3 separate regions of the Mus musculus genome follow, and all the other regions are linked to region 1. Evidence: chromatin contacts called from public HiChIP or PLAC-seq data. All regions are on one chromosome and are shown on one strand. The core of a region is the stretch at or near the end of the contact, and the rest is flanking DNA. Distances in the headings are between cores, read along the strand shown. Region 1 overlaps Gm12514 (a long non-coding RNA gene). Region 2 holds the start of Rad23b (RAD23 homolog B, nucleotide excision repair protein). Region 3 overlaps Zfp462 (zinc finger protein 462).

Region 1 (4,257 bases), core at 601-3,100:
TGGCTTTGTCAATTAATTGCCAACAAAACACTGAGTTAGCCTCTTCAAGCTTTAAATTTTCATTAGCAGTAAAATTAGTCATAATAAGATCACTATCTTCTTAGAGGTTTGGTGTGGATTAAATAATAAGAGATGAACCTTACATAGCTAGGTCTTTGTATAAAGAGTCTTACTGTTTGAGGGCATGAAGGATAAGAGGAAAGAACAATAAATCCAGCCTGTAGATGACAAAGAGTTTACACAAGGCTTGAGATGTGCACTTATTCTTAAAGATCTTCACCAGGTGGAGGAGGGCAAAGGTGAGGATGAGCCTTCTGACAGAAGGAGTAGTTTACTCAAAGCATTGAAAGCTGGAGACAAGCTGGTGGGTTTAGAGAGCAGTAACTACAACCATATGCCTGGTGTACAGGTGGGATGGTGGTGAGAGCAGAAAGGTGGAAAGTGACAACATTCACAGGAACATGGAAGATTTGGGATTCGGTCTATTGGAAAAAGAGGGCACCTGGAAATCTCAGCCCAATAGCCATGCATCATTGGCCTCCCAGGTGAGTATCAAATGGCCATTATCTCTCCTGTGCACACTAAGATGGTGTTTTCTGTATGGACTAAGGTCCATTTAGAGTTCCTTCCAGATGCTCACAGTAATATTATTCAAGGTTTGCTTTGAATAGGGCAGGGTTGTGAGTCAGAGATTTAATGCAATAATATCCACAGATCATGTTGATCTCTTGGTGGTGATGTGCAGTCGCTCCTTCTCATTGACTCTGCAGGATCTGGGGACATACTGTTTCTACTCGGAGGTACCAGACTGCTGGAGTGCTGGGCAGAATGCAGATGGATAGCAAAGAAAGACTTGCTTCTTAAGTAATTCCACATATTAGTATCACAAGGATAATCTCTCACAATCAGCAGACAGATATCCTTATTTGACAGTAGGAGATGCCAACTGCTTAGGCCTATGTGACCCCTTTCCTTAGGTGCTCCCCCATCCTCATGCCCACACTCTATGCACTCCTGCATGTCTGTGTCATATGCTGAGCCTCTCTCTCATCAAATAAAAGCCCAAGACTCTAGAGTTTCCCCTCTCTCTCTCTCTCTCTCTCTCTCTGTATGTATGTATACCAATTCTGCTTGCATGTATATATGTGTGTGTGTGTGTGTGTGTGTGTGAATACGAATATATATATCCAGATCCCCTTGAACTGGAGTTACAGGTAGTTATAACTGCCATGTGTGTGCTGGGAATTGAACCCCAGTTCTTTAAAAGAGAAGCTAGTGCTTTTAACTGCTGAACCATCTCTCCATCCCTTGAACCTTTCTCTTTAACCCATCTCACGTCCCAATTCCCAACCTAGTACAGATTGTTAGCCATGGTAGAGCAAAAGATATCTCAAATTCCAAATTCCCAGACTGCTGCTTCCTAATGATACAGGTTCACTATGAATACACCCAATCTATCATTCAATCATTGAAGGCAAGATGAAGATGATGGACAGGTGAGGTAAGGATGGTGGACCATCATCAAATGTGAGGTGATGGACAATCAATCATTGAAGGCTAGAGGTGAAGATGGTAGACAATCATCAAAGGGACGATAAGGACGGTGGACAGGCAAGGGGAAGATGGCAGAGTATCAATCATCAAAGATGAAGTGAGGATGGCTAAATGCCAGCTTACTTCCAGAGAGGCTACTTGAGGGAACCTCACAAGTTGTCGCAAGTAGGAGCCAGGCCTGAGGGCTGAGAGGCCAATTCCACATGCTTAGGGTTCTAGGTACACACAGCAATTGAAGAGACCATCTGGAGAGAGGAGCTTAAGAATATAATAGAGAGCTGGTTGATCCTAGCATATATCAAGTCTTTGAGGAAGTTGAGAGACATGTGCGCGGTGATATCTGTGAATAAAGCACACACACACACATCCTCTAAGATGAAAGAGAAGTGCTACAAGGTTGGTAAGAGACATTGGGGGGAGCTTGAAAAGTGTGTGGAGAGAGGCAGTTGGAGGGGATTCTGAGCAGGAGGCTAGGGGAGATCCCGGTCCCACTTGTGTGGTCCTGAGGTAGAAAGTATGAGAGGTGAACAGCTTTAAGTTGAGCAAATCATTGTCTCACAGGGTACTGGAACAGTGCACCCTAAAGTACAAACAACAGAATGAGCCATGGAAAGTCACATCTTATAGTCACAGTGGCTGGGAAATTCAAGATCAGAATTCCAGTGAGTGAAAAGGTCAGTTTAGGAACTTTGGGAAGGTCAAGAAACACTTGCCTCTCCCGGAAGGGAGAGGCTAATTAACATTTTTCAGACCACAGGGGGGAAACAACCTGCGGGCGGGGACACATTCCACAGGACTGACTGTTGCGCACCTTCAGACAAAGGAAGTCCTTGTCACCTCATTCCTTAAAGACCAATCAGTTGAAAGGTTGCACTGTCATATTTGCCTAGTTGCTGATGCTCTATTCTGCCCCTGAAAACCATATAAAAACTTACCCAAATGGGTGCTGGGGGTCACTGCCTCTCCTTCGGGTCTGAGATGACCCCAGTGCACTGGAACAATAAATTTCTCTTGCTTTTTGCATCGATCCTGGCTCCATGTGGTTCACTCAGGGCGACCCTGGTAAGCTTAGGCTCCCCGGAGTCTTACATGAGTTCTGCAAGCCCCTCTTCTAGGTTGCAGAGTACAGCTGTTTGCCCACTTCCTATAAGGGCACACATCCCATTCCTACGGGCTCCACCTAATTAATCCCTTCACTCAGGCCTCAACTCCAGATAAGATTATAGTTTCACCGTATGAGGGAAGAGGGCAACAAACACTATAGCTGGAAGATAGAGTGGGACAGGAGGGGTCCTAGGGTATGATGCTGGAGAAGGGGGCAAGTCAGGAGACTAGTTGAGCAGAAGCAGCAACTCACTTAACCCTCAACACCCCAGCAGAGGCCTGTCATCTTTGAAGTAGGTCACAGTCAACTTGCATGTGACAGATAGATAACCAGGTGAGGAGGCTGGTGAGCTGGGTTATTATGGTTGGTGCATTACATTGTCTGTAAGCTACATACCACTATTTAAAAATTGAAGTAAAATCCCATTAAGTCTATTGGAAAACCTGACATGTAGCCTGAAGAAATAACCATTCCCCCACAATGAGAGTTGGGTTTGATACACATTTTTTCAATTGTATTTTTCCAATTATTTCCATACAAATGTATATTCCCTCTCCCAGTCTCCTGACCTACCTTTGTTAAAGAAACACTTCTACTCTGATGTCATATACGCATATACAACATTATGTTTAAGCACATTCTTAAAGACTAAAGGTATGAAAAAATACATTTAAGAATGAAAATAGCTAATTGTGAACCTTAATGAACATTTCAACAAGGTCCAGGTTAGGAAGAACTGAGTTCCTCAGGGCTGTTGACTCACCTCAAGAGCCGAGAAAGCTTTTAGCCCAGGTGAGAAATGCCTGACACAGGAGCCAACAAAGTTCACTTCTTCTGTAAAAGGAAAGGATGGATCTACTTTAAAGGTTAAATTGCGATCTGGGAGCTATAATAGCACTGTCAAATAATTATTATTGTTATTTTTACAAATCTATTTCATTTTAAAACAAGTTGGGAAATTTCTAACTTAGTTTAAATGAGACCTCAGTTCTCCCAGGCCTGATCTGCCACCTGAGGCAGGACCGCCCGCTGGAGGAGCGCTGTGCTGAGTCATTAAGATGGCAGCTCCCACAGAGAGAAATAAAGAAGTCAGATTCTCGAAGCAGAGCCACTGAACAGTAGGGGGAGGGAGGGGAGGAGGGGAGCTAATTTTTGCAGGCAGATCCGAATGCTTCTCTTCCTAGGCACTCTTAGTCAATATTTATCTAGCTATTCACAGGATGATAACTAATCATTTGTCTCTCTCCTCGCCGCTATCTTTCTCTGCCTTTTCGTGGTGCACTGAACTTGGGCGACAGAACACCACTGTAACTTCTTCATCTTGCAAGAGGAGGTTGAATGGAAAACCTGTAGCTGAATTGACTTCAAACAGTGAAGCCCAGGCAACTGGTTGTAGGCAATGAGGCTTAAGCTCCCCAGCTCTTAGTGCTGAACATAGAGTTACGATTCATTAAGTCGGATGGAATTTTTTAGAGTGCTTTTTTATTTCTTTATTTAATTTTTAAAAATAGTATCATTTGGAGAGGCCTTTCATGGTGTCACTTGAAGGGGGGTGTCCTGGGGGTGGGGGTGGGGGAGTGGGCAGGGGGTATGAGCAT
Region 2 (4,257 bases), core at 791-3,290, 220 kb after region 1:
CTCAGCACTCAAGAGGGCTGAGGCAGGAGAATTGCAAGTTTCAGTTCTGCTTGGGCTATATAGTTGAGACCCTGTCATAAGAAACAAAATCAAAACTAAAGCCCCCAGTTTAACATTGGGTGCTTTGGCTGCTGGACTGTTGTGGGATTGGATGCGAAGCCTCCTTAGAAGACAGCCACTGCTGATGGTTGTAGACATGGAAATCATGGGGGGAAGTGGGTAAACGTGTGGGTACACAGTGGAGAGTAAATGTGATAAGACCTGACCCTGTTTTGGATGTGGTGGCTAGGCAGCAGGAGTCAGGGAAGAAAGGGACTTAAGGATGATGACGATGTTTGGATCTGAGTACCTAAGAGGTGGAATGTCATGAGTGAGGGGAGAAATGGCTTGAAGGGAAAGCCCATAAGGAAGTCAGTTGCTACCTTTGCCCATGTTTTTTTCCAGCATCTGGTTACGCTGAAAACAGTAATACTGCTTTGCCTTTGGCTGACCCTATAGCTAAAGGGAGAGATCCCAGCTGCCAGTTTTTCAGAGCAAAAGTTGAGCATACCTGGTGACTAAGACTAGTTCCACAGGAAGACAGCCTAGCCGGCAGAGAATTCGATATTTATCATAGTTCAGGGACATACCTTGTCGGTGGAGAGGGGGCTTGGTTAGGGAAAGTTCCATGACAAAATTATATCCTAGCTTCTGGAATCATGAAAATCCAAATAGCGATACTGTAATCATTGATGGTGCTGGCTCAGAGATGGGGGATGCTCATAATTGTCCTCACTGTGGTCTGATGGTAACTGCTTTTTCTTCTTTTTAAGTCTAACAGGGGTCACTGCACTATTAAGAGGCAGCATACAGACAAGCACCTAAAGTGTCACTTACTATTGTGGTGCTTATTACCCGACACCTCTGCACTCTGGTCTTATCGCTGTGTAAATAATCATACAGCTACAGCCAAGCACTTAACTTTGTGTTCCTGACTCTAAGACTTACATGCATTATCCCACCCTCTCCAACCACCAATTAGCTGAGTGACATCTCACCCTTACTGCCAAGGAACCAGAAGCACGTCTACCTATTTTTCTAATATTTACCTTGTACCTACAATGTGCTAGGCTTATTCTGTAGGCTTTGGGGCACAACGTGGGCAAAACAAAATGCATGCCTCTGTGTAGCTTCAGCCTGGGGACCAGAAAAAGAAGAGAAGACACACACGCTAAATACACATAGTGTAGAGTACCCAGAAGGTGATGAATGGTTACTGAGACAAGTGGAGCTGGATAATGAGATCCGAATAAGATACTTTAAGTTGGATAGGCAGGATAGAGTTCAAGAAGGCGACATTTGAGCAAAGATTAAAAGGGTCCACGTGCAAAGGAAAGCAGCGCTTGGGGTGAGGCGGGGGGGGGCGGGGGAAGGGGGTGAGGAGAGGCAACCGCCTAATATCTACCACCAACACCTAAACGAAGCAAAACGATAGAGGGAAAGGCGTGACACAACTAGGCCTCCTTCTTAAATCCGCCTTTCTTTAGAGGTGGGAGGTCCCAAGGCTGGTGAGAGAACACAAGACTGGCAAGCAAGCAGTCCATGGCTGAAGTCAGTCTCAGAATCAGGGAAGCAACCGGCATTACACATGCTCGACTGGCGATGTGCGCCCCTCCTGGGCCGGCCCTCGGCAATCCTTGCACTAAGGCTCCGCCCGCTCCACCGCCCTCAAGGTTCCGCGCTCGCTGAGCCGCAGCCACTGAGCCGGGACTCCACGTAGCCGTTCCCCGGCTACGGGTTGCGCAACTCGCGCCGCTGGGCGGAGCCTGGATGTAGGCGGAGCCACTGCAGGACCGCGGAGCGGACCAGGCCTCCGCGAGCGCCTCTGCTTGCGAAGTGCGCCTGCGCACGCCGGTGCCGCGCCGCACGATATTCCAGCCCCACCCATCGCCCCGCCTCCAATTCCCGGGCGGAGTTCCTGTTCACGCCTGCGCACTGCGTCGCCGCACCCTGCGCCTGCTCAGATCGCCCGAGTCTGGCCCCATCCTCCGGGTTTTTTTCTGGTGGGGGAGGGGTCACGTCTCGGCGAGTCACGGTGATGGCGGCCACCATCCTGTGGTGAGGTAGCGGGTTCTCTGCGTCTCTCGGGGAGTCCCTCGCGCCTCCTGCGGGCCCAGTGGCTGGCGCGTGAGGAAGCACCGCGGGTCGAGCTTACCGGGAAAGCCGCGGGAGCGAGCGGCGGCGCGGCCAGGGGAGACGCGGGGCCCGGGGTGAGTGCGACTCCGGGCGAATGTGACAAGCCCCCCCACCCCCACCGCCTTCCTCCCGAGAGCGCGAGGATCGCGGCCACCCCGGGGCGGCCAGGCCCCGGCTTAGGCACCATGCAGGTCACCCTGAAGACCCTTCAGCAGCAGACCTTCAAGATCGACATCGACCCGGAGGAGACGGTATGCGCCGCCGGGTTAGGGGAGCGCGGGCCCGAGTCGGGGCGGCGCGGGAGGGCCCCAGAGGGGCGTCGGGTCACCGCCGGCTTTGTGGCCGACAACGAGGAAGGCCCGGGGGCAGATGGCGTGGAGCAGCACCGGTCCGCGTGGGCGCTGGTGGCCGCGGCCCGGAGCGCGTGGTCGTGGGGACGGAGGGGGAGGGGAGACCTGGCGGCCTGGGCGCTGGAGCCGGGCCTGACGTGCACAGGTGGGGGAGGGAGGGAGACCCAGGCGAAGCCACCACCCTCCGGCGACATGGCTAGGTGCAGAGGTCTAAGGGGCCGGTTACCCAAGACGGTGGGCCTTAAACGCGCCTAGTTTTGTCTGCAGCCGGGAGGGATGGTGGGGGAAAAATGAATTTTTTGGCCTCTCAGAAGGAGCCCTTTTATTTATGTCTTATTTTGGATTAGTTTTTACGATCCTTCCCCTCGCAGCCACTGAACCCACACCCACAGGTGGATTACGTTCTGAGGCCACGTTGGTGGTGAAGAATTTTGCATTAGAAACCTTCAGATCCGGATTTAAATGCGTTCTTTCGGTCGTCTTGGGAACCTGAACGCTCCTCGGACTCCTAGAATAGTAGTATTTGAAGGGAGGGAGAAAAATATAAAAACTTGGTGTTCTACAGTTAAAAAGCCGACTACTACACTTAACGAGTTCACGTGATAAATTCTAATGCAGTGGTCTCCGGTTTTGCCTGTAAAAAGATCTGTGTTAACTTTAATACAACTTTATGTCAGGAATCTAAAAAATGTCATGCGAATAAAATTTTTTCTCACGTGGAATTATGACGCTATGTCAATAGATTACTGCATATTTGTGTGGGGGGGTTTCCTTCTTCTTCTTCTTTTTTTTTTTTTTTGACTGATTGAGTTTGTAATTGAAACAACCAGGACGTGGTGTTAATTAAATAGATCCGAGATCCGAATTCTATTTGTGGCTCTATAACTCGTTTTCTACAGCGGGACAAACTACCCTGTTTGATTTTCTGAAATGGGAACTGTACCAGCTGAGATGGTGAGGATTAAATGGCATTTAGTTGATTTCTAAATAAGGCCTACTATGTAATCAGTATATGTTTGTGTGAAGACATGGTGTTTTGTTTTACCTATCACATCTAATATTCTAAAGTCTCCTTCAATCTTTAATAAGAAGCCAAGAATTCCCAACCTTTTTGAAATTGTGGCACAAAATAATTTTATAAGAAGTTATTTAATTTCCAGATATCTGCAATAATTCTTGAAAGTATAGAAAAACATTTACATGAGAGCTCTGCAATCTTCACAGAAGCAGTTGTTAACAATTAGTGGACAGAGGCCCTGTAGAATCAAATTTCTTCCTCACCCCCCCCCTTTTTTTTTTCTTTAGGCTTTTGAGACAGGGTTTCTCTGTGTATCTCTGGCTGTCCTGGAACTCAACTCTAGCCCTGGCTGGCCTCAAACTCAGAGATCAGCCAGCCTCTGCCTCCTGAGTGCTGGGATTAAGGGAGTGCACCACCATTTTCTTCTACTACTTAAAGTACAGGGCTGGGATATCAGACAGGTGTGAGACCCTGAGTTCATCTCCAGCACCTTCAAAAGGAGTCACACAGTCATCTCTTAAGTGATGATATGCAAATATGTAAAATGCCTCCTTGGCATTTGGCTCAATGCAGGTGATAAATGATGAGATAAATTGTCCTTACTCTTTGGGCTTTTAATTTATCCCAGAAGCACTAAAACATGGAGAAACATGTTTTGCTTTATTTCTTAATATATGAATGTGTTAGAGTTGTTCAGTAACTTCACACTACTGA
Region 3 (4,257 bases), core at 1,087-3,586, 130 kb before region 1:
AGAACAGCCTAATACATCCCCTAACCTGTTGACCTCATTGTATGAATAGCCCGTGACCTGTAAATACAGTTTTTCAGGATGGTGGTTAGGTTTCTGTGTATTTCTGGTCAGGCAGTTGTAACATGTATGCATTCATTCTGTTACCCTTCTTCTTGGATAATTCGTATTCCCACTCAAAGGAAAGTAAGACAAACATGAAGAACAAACAGCACGTGATAACTCAAGCCCTTCCTGAGAATTGTGACTGAGGACATCTGGGGATCTTTCATGTCTTATAAATGAAAGTAGGTTTCTGGAGTGGACAGAGGAGAAGCACCTTCTGCTCTATCTGGATCTAGTTCTCAGAGGCTTTAAAAGTTATAATTAGTTGCTACTTAATCACGTGGCTGTGGGCCTTCACAGCTTCATTTCTGATCTGCAGCCCTGTGGTCAGAGCACAGATTAGACGGGCAGGGCCTGGGTGTTTTTGTTTGGTCACTTCCTGGAGACACTTGGACTTTGCCTCGAGGACCCCCTTCTGCTCCAGGCCATCAGGCTAGAAGAGTAGTGTTTGCCAAGCTGACCTGGACAAGGGTTGAAAGCAGCAGGCTTGTGAGAAGGCTGTGAAGCGACAAGAACACCTCCCCTCTCCAGTGTCACGTGAGCTTGCGAGGATACACAGCAAAGACATGTTTTGATGCTTTCTTCCCCCCAAAAGGAAACTCAGGATGCAATGGACCCTGGAGTTCCCAGCACCAGTGTGTGGGCAACGAGCTTAGTGGAAATTGGTGATGAGAGTGAGAGCATGCAGTTGTGCCCACTCTGCCCCTCTCCTCAGCCGGTGTGTTTTCAGATCTCTAGCATGGACTGTGGACTCTCTCTAAGTATGTCTTTAAGCCATTGCTAAACATAGACAATGGGCCTGGGAGCTGTTCCTGCAAACACTATACTTTGAACTCATAGACTTTAAATATGAAGGAAAGAAGCCCTTCATTAAGCATAGTTTGAGGAAGAGTTAGGATGGTTTAAGAGTTTCCTGTTCAGAGCACTGCTCACTTAAGGTGAAGGTTAGTTTAGAGTGAAGTCTAGTCAGTTCCCAACTGTCATCAGCCATGGTGTTAGAAGTGGGGTTTACCTGAAGGAAGCATATCTGGCCTTGAGGAACCTGCAGCTATGGCCCTGGGAGGGACAGGTAGTGGGAGGGAAGGATGTCTGTTTGGTTTCTACATTGATCTCCTGACCTTTAGAAATAACATTTCTTTTTCAGTTCAGAAACTTGCATTTGTCCTCTTGGTTGTGCTGATTCTGTGAGGAAAAGGTGGTTAAATCTCCTAATCACGGGTGTTATTAAATGAGGTAAATACGAGAACGAGGCTGTTCGCTTTCAATCATAATCTCACTGCAGACCCTCTCTAGGTTAGCCTTTTACAACTGTTGCTCCTCTGCGTCAATGAAGCAGTCAAACATACAAGTTTAATGCCCCATCTTTTTTTTTTATTTCCCTCCCTGTGTTTTGGCTTCTTGGAGGACTACACCGTGCTCCAGAAACACTTTCTGATTGACAGATGAATGGGTCACCCTGAGGTCCAGTTTGCTTAGTGGGGATCATTTCTACTCCCTATTTTCCTGCTCTTGCTTATTACCTGTGTGTACTTTTGTGGTCTCATAAATATATCAAGTTTCTTGGATTGTTTGGGCTATGCCAGCAATTTCTGTTTTCTTCCGTCAGCGTCTTCAGGAGAGCCGTGTACACAAAGACAAAATGGCTTTCAAAGTAAGTCTCCATTCCCATTTCAGTATTGGTACAGACATCAAATTGAAGGCCACTCCGCTCTTCCTGCCACTGGTTGTATCAGCTGCCTGGAGATTAACCTCTTCTAAGGCTCTGAGCTATTTTTGAGGTAAAGACTGCAACAACATTAAAGCTAGAACCCATTAGAAAATCACTTTCATCATCTCTCCTTTTTCCAAATCAGTGGCTCTTTCCCCCTCCTCCTTCTGATCTCATAACCCTTTAATCTCCTTTGTAGCAGAACAAGGAGACTGTTAGTGTTTGCATGTGATGGGGTTAGCATCCTTCATAGAGAACAGTTTCAGAAGACACCAAGATATTAGAGAAGTGTATGGAAGATGGACTCCATCTCCAGGTGGACTGCCTCAATGCTCTGCTCTCCTTGTGCAAGCGGGGCCATTTTTGTGGATGTTTTGTGCAAACCAGGCTCAAAGTCTCCAAAAGAGACACAGCAGAAAGCCTTTTGTTGCATTATTTCTAAAGGCTTGAGGTTTTGAAGGGAAGGGATTTTGTTTTCCTCTGAGCTACACAATGGAGCTTTCACAGAACCTCCTTTAAAAGGAATAGCTACAGCCTTTGTGTGGAAGGGTGTGTCTTTTGGCAGGGTCTGCTGATGCAGACAGACTGGCTGGTGATTAACAAAGGTCATTAGACTTTGGAATCTGGCTAGCAGCCTCGGATGGTATGTCTTCTGTGTGTGGAAGGACGACTCCCAAGAAACCAAGGCATTCTGGAGGTCCCCTCTCCAGGACACCCCCAAATCCTGCTGCAGGACAGGCTCTGGTCCAGGGGCGTCCTGATTTAACCAGTACTCTGCTGGGACTAACGAACCAGCCTATCAATCATGGGATAAAAGAACCTTTGGAGATCTTTGGTGAATGACATTTGAGGAGGAGAAAGGTGCTGCTTTTCGAGAAGAAATGAAAACAGTTAATTCTTTGTTGGGAAGAGCAGAGCTTAGGAGGAGCCCAGCCTGCCCTCGTAGCGTTCACTTGTGATTGTCAGCCTAGCAAAATCCAAGCGAAGCCATGTTGTGCACGGAGGAGAGGCTCTGAGCTAAAATGGCTGCTCCTACAGCTCAGAGGACTAGGGCAGCTTAGTGAGTCTTAGAGCTTCAGTGACGCAGGAGCTCCTATCTCCTGAAAGTGTGATAAACACATTCGGCAGGGCTGTGGCTTGCTTGGCTGAGATGAAAGGACTAAGCTTGGGGGATGGGGAGTGCGCATTGGGTGATCTGCTTTTTTCTGTGAAGTGTTCTAAATGCAGGAGTCGTCTGCACCATGGAAAAATTTGTTTTCAGGTCTAATGGACTGTGCGAAAGGAGAAGTGGGGTGGGGCTCAGTGACTGCTGTAATTTGATCCAGAGCTGATAGCAACCTCTTCCACACAATTTGGGCTGGTGCTCTGACATAAAAGCTTGTGTATCTGGAATATTGAGACTTAGTTAGCTGAAAGGACTCTGGTGTCCAGTTCAATGTTTATTGAAATAGGATAAATTGTTGGGTGAAAGAAGAGGAGGTAAAATATCTGTGTCTCACTCTGCAAAGCCCTGTCCAGAGCTGGACTTGGCCAGTACTTATTTTAGCAGGCTCCGGGCAGGAGCATTCTTTCATAGAAAATCCTCCTGCCATGGCTTCTTGCACTCCACTGACACATCATTGCTGGACTTTGTTCCTCCAGCAGAAATCACATTATCTTTTGTAAGAGAGGCATAGAAAACTGCACCATTAAAAAAGATCTGGCTGCAACCTGAATTCTTAAGACATTTGGTTCTAGATTACAGTACAGTGACTTAGTAGGGCTTGTGATGTTCTCTGTGAAGTAACTTATTCACTGAGATAATAACTGGGTATCTCCTTACAGGATATACACTAAGCTAGGAAGGACTCCACCTTCCCAATATTCTCGTCACTTTGTGGTGAGACTCTGCCTTGAGCTAGCGTGAAGCTTCCCGTAGGTTTCAGTCTCACAGTGAATTACAGAGTAAGGGAGATGAGCTCTGCTCTGCCTTGTTCCACACCAAGTTCACAGGTTGATTTTTGGCTGCTGTTGTTTTATATCCAAGTCTAAATTTCATGGTTATAAAAGTGAGAGGGATGGAGAGGGACAGCTCTGACTCAGGAGCCCCTTTACAGAACTACTAGATTCTGTGGTCTTCATGTAAATGGACATGCCAAGGTACAATCTTAAACCAGAAACTGAATTGTCATCTAAAAGTTGGTTGCTTGGAAATCTCATGAGAAATATTTTATGACCTAATTAGACTGGAGAAGCTGTTAAGTTTTAATTGGTAGGTAGTAAAAGAGCAAATAACCACTCACTTCATTGGGAGGGGGAGGGGAAACCACACTACTTGGGGAAAGAAAAAATGTGAACCCTAGTATCAATAAAGATATTAAAATAATAAAAGCAATACCAAAAGCCACAGCCATTTCCAAGAGTCAATTCTATTCTACCATTTGGTGTTAAAACACTCATGTAATAAT

What was found. HiChIP or PLAC-seq counts read pairs in DNA pulled down with a chosen protein or histone mark.
Region 2: a contact with region 1 is called in an RNA polymerase II HiChIP or PLAC-seq map of embryonic stem cells, with 14 read pairs. The contact joins the promoter of Rad23b here to the enhancer-like site in region 1. A contact is called at or near these places in 2 of 484 Hi-C or Micro-C datasets (embryonic stem cells and olfactory sensory neurons) and 4 of 115 datasets of contacts at active chromatin or transcription factors (bone marrow-derived macrophages, embryonic stem cells and extraembryonic endoderm stem cells).
Region 3: a contact with region 1 is called in an H3K27ac HiChIP or PLAC-seq map of embryonic stem cells, with 20 read pairs. The contact joins two enhancer-like sites. A contact is called at or near these places in 5 of 484 Hi-C or Micro-C datasets (embryonic stem cells and extraembryonic ectoderm), 6 of 115 datasets of contacts at active chromatin or transcription factors (embryonic stem cells, extraembryonic endoderm stem cells, stem cell-derived neural progenitor cells and 1 more) and 2 of 9 other capture datasets (adipose tissue and pancreatic islet).

What each region holds. Positions count from the first base shown.
Region 1 is chr4:55,132,686-55,136,942 of GRCm38.p6, forward strand. It overlaps Gm12514 (a long non-coding RNA gene), which reads right to left. Exons shown (of 3, transcript XR_881288.2): 2 at 3,423-3,493. Among named protein-coding and RNA genes, the nearest start is that of Gm12514, 4.3 kb to the right of the region's middle. Within about 2 kb of position 1,851, at least 20 of the 459 cell types and tissues checked have an H3K27ac peak or open chromatin away from gene starts, as enhancers often do. A contact at or near this core is called in embryonic stem cells, extraembryonic ectoderm and trophoblast stem cells, where this site is marked.
Region 2 is chr4:55,348,002-55,352,258 of GRCm38.p6, forward strand. Rad23b (RAD23 homolog B, nucleotide excision repair protein) reads left to right here and starts at 2,041. Exons shown (of 10, transcript NM_009011.4): 1 at 2,041-2,426. The coding sequence starts at 2,361. It overlaps Gm42290 (a long non-coding RNA gene), which reads right to left and starts at 201. Exons shown (of 3, transcript XR_881289.3): 1 at 1-201.
Region 3 is chr4:55,002,830-55,007,086 of GRCm38.p6, forward strand. The region is part of intron 1 of Zfp462 (zinc finger protein 462); the gene reads left to right. Among named protein-coding and RNA genes, the nearest start is that of Zfp462, 57 kb to the left of the region's middle. Within about 2 kb of position 2,337, at least 203 of the 459 cell types and tissues checked have an H3K27ac peak or open chromatin away from gene starts, as enhancers often do. A contact at or near this core is called in embryonic stem cells, extraembryonic ectoderm and trophoblast stem cells, where this site is marked.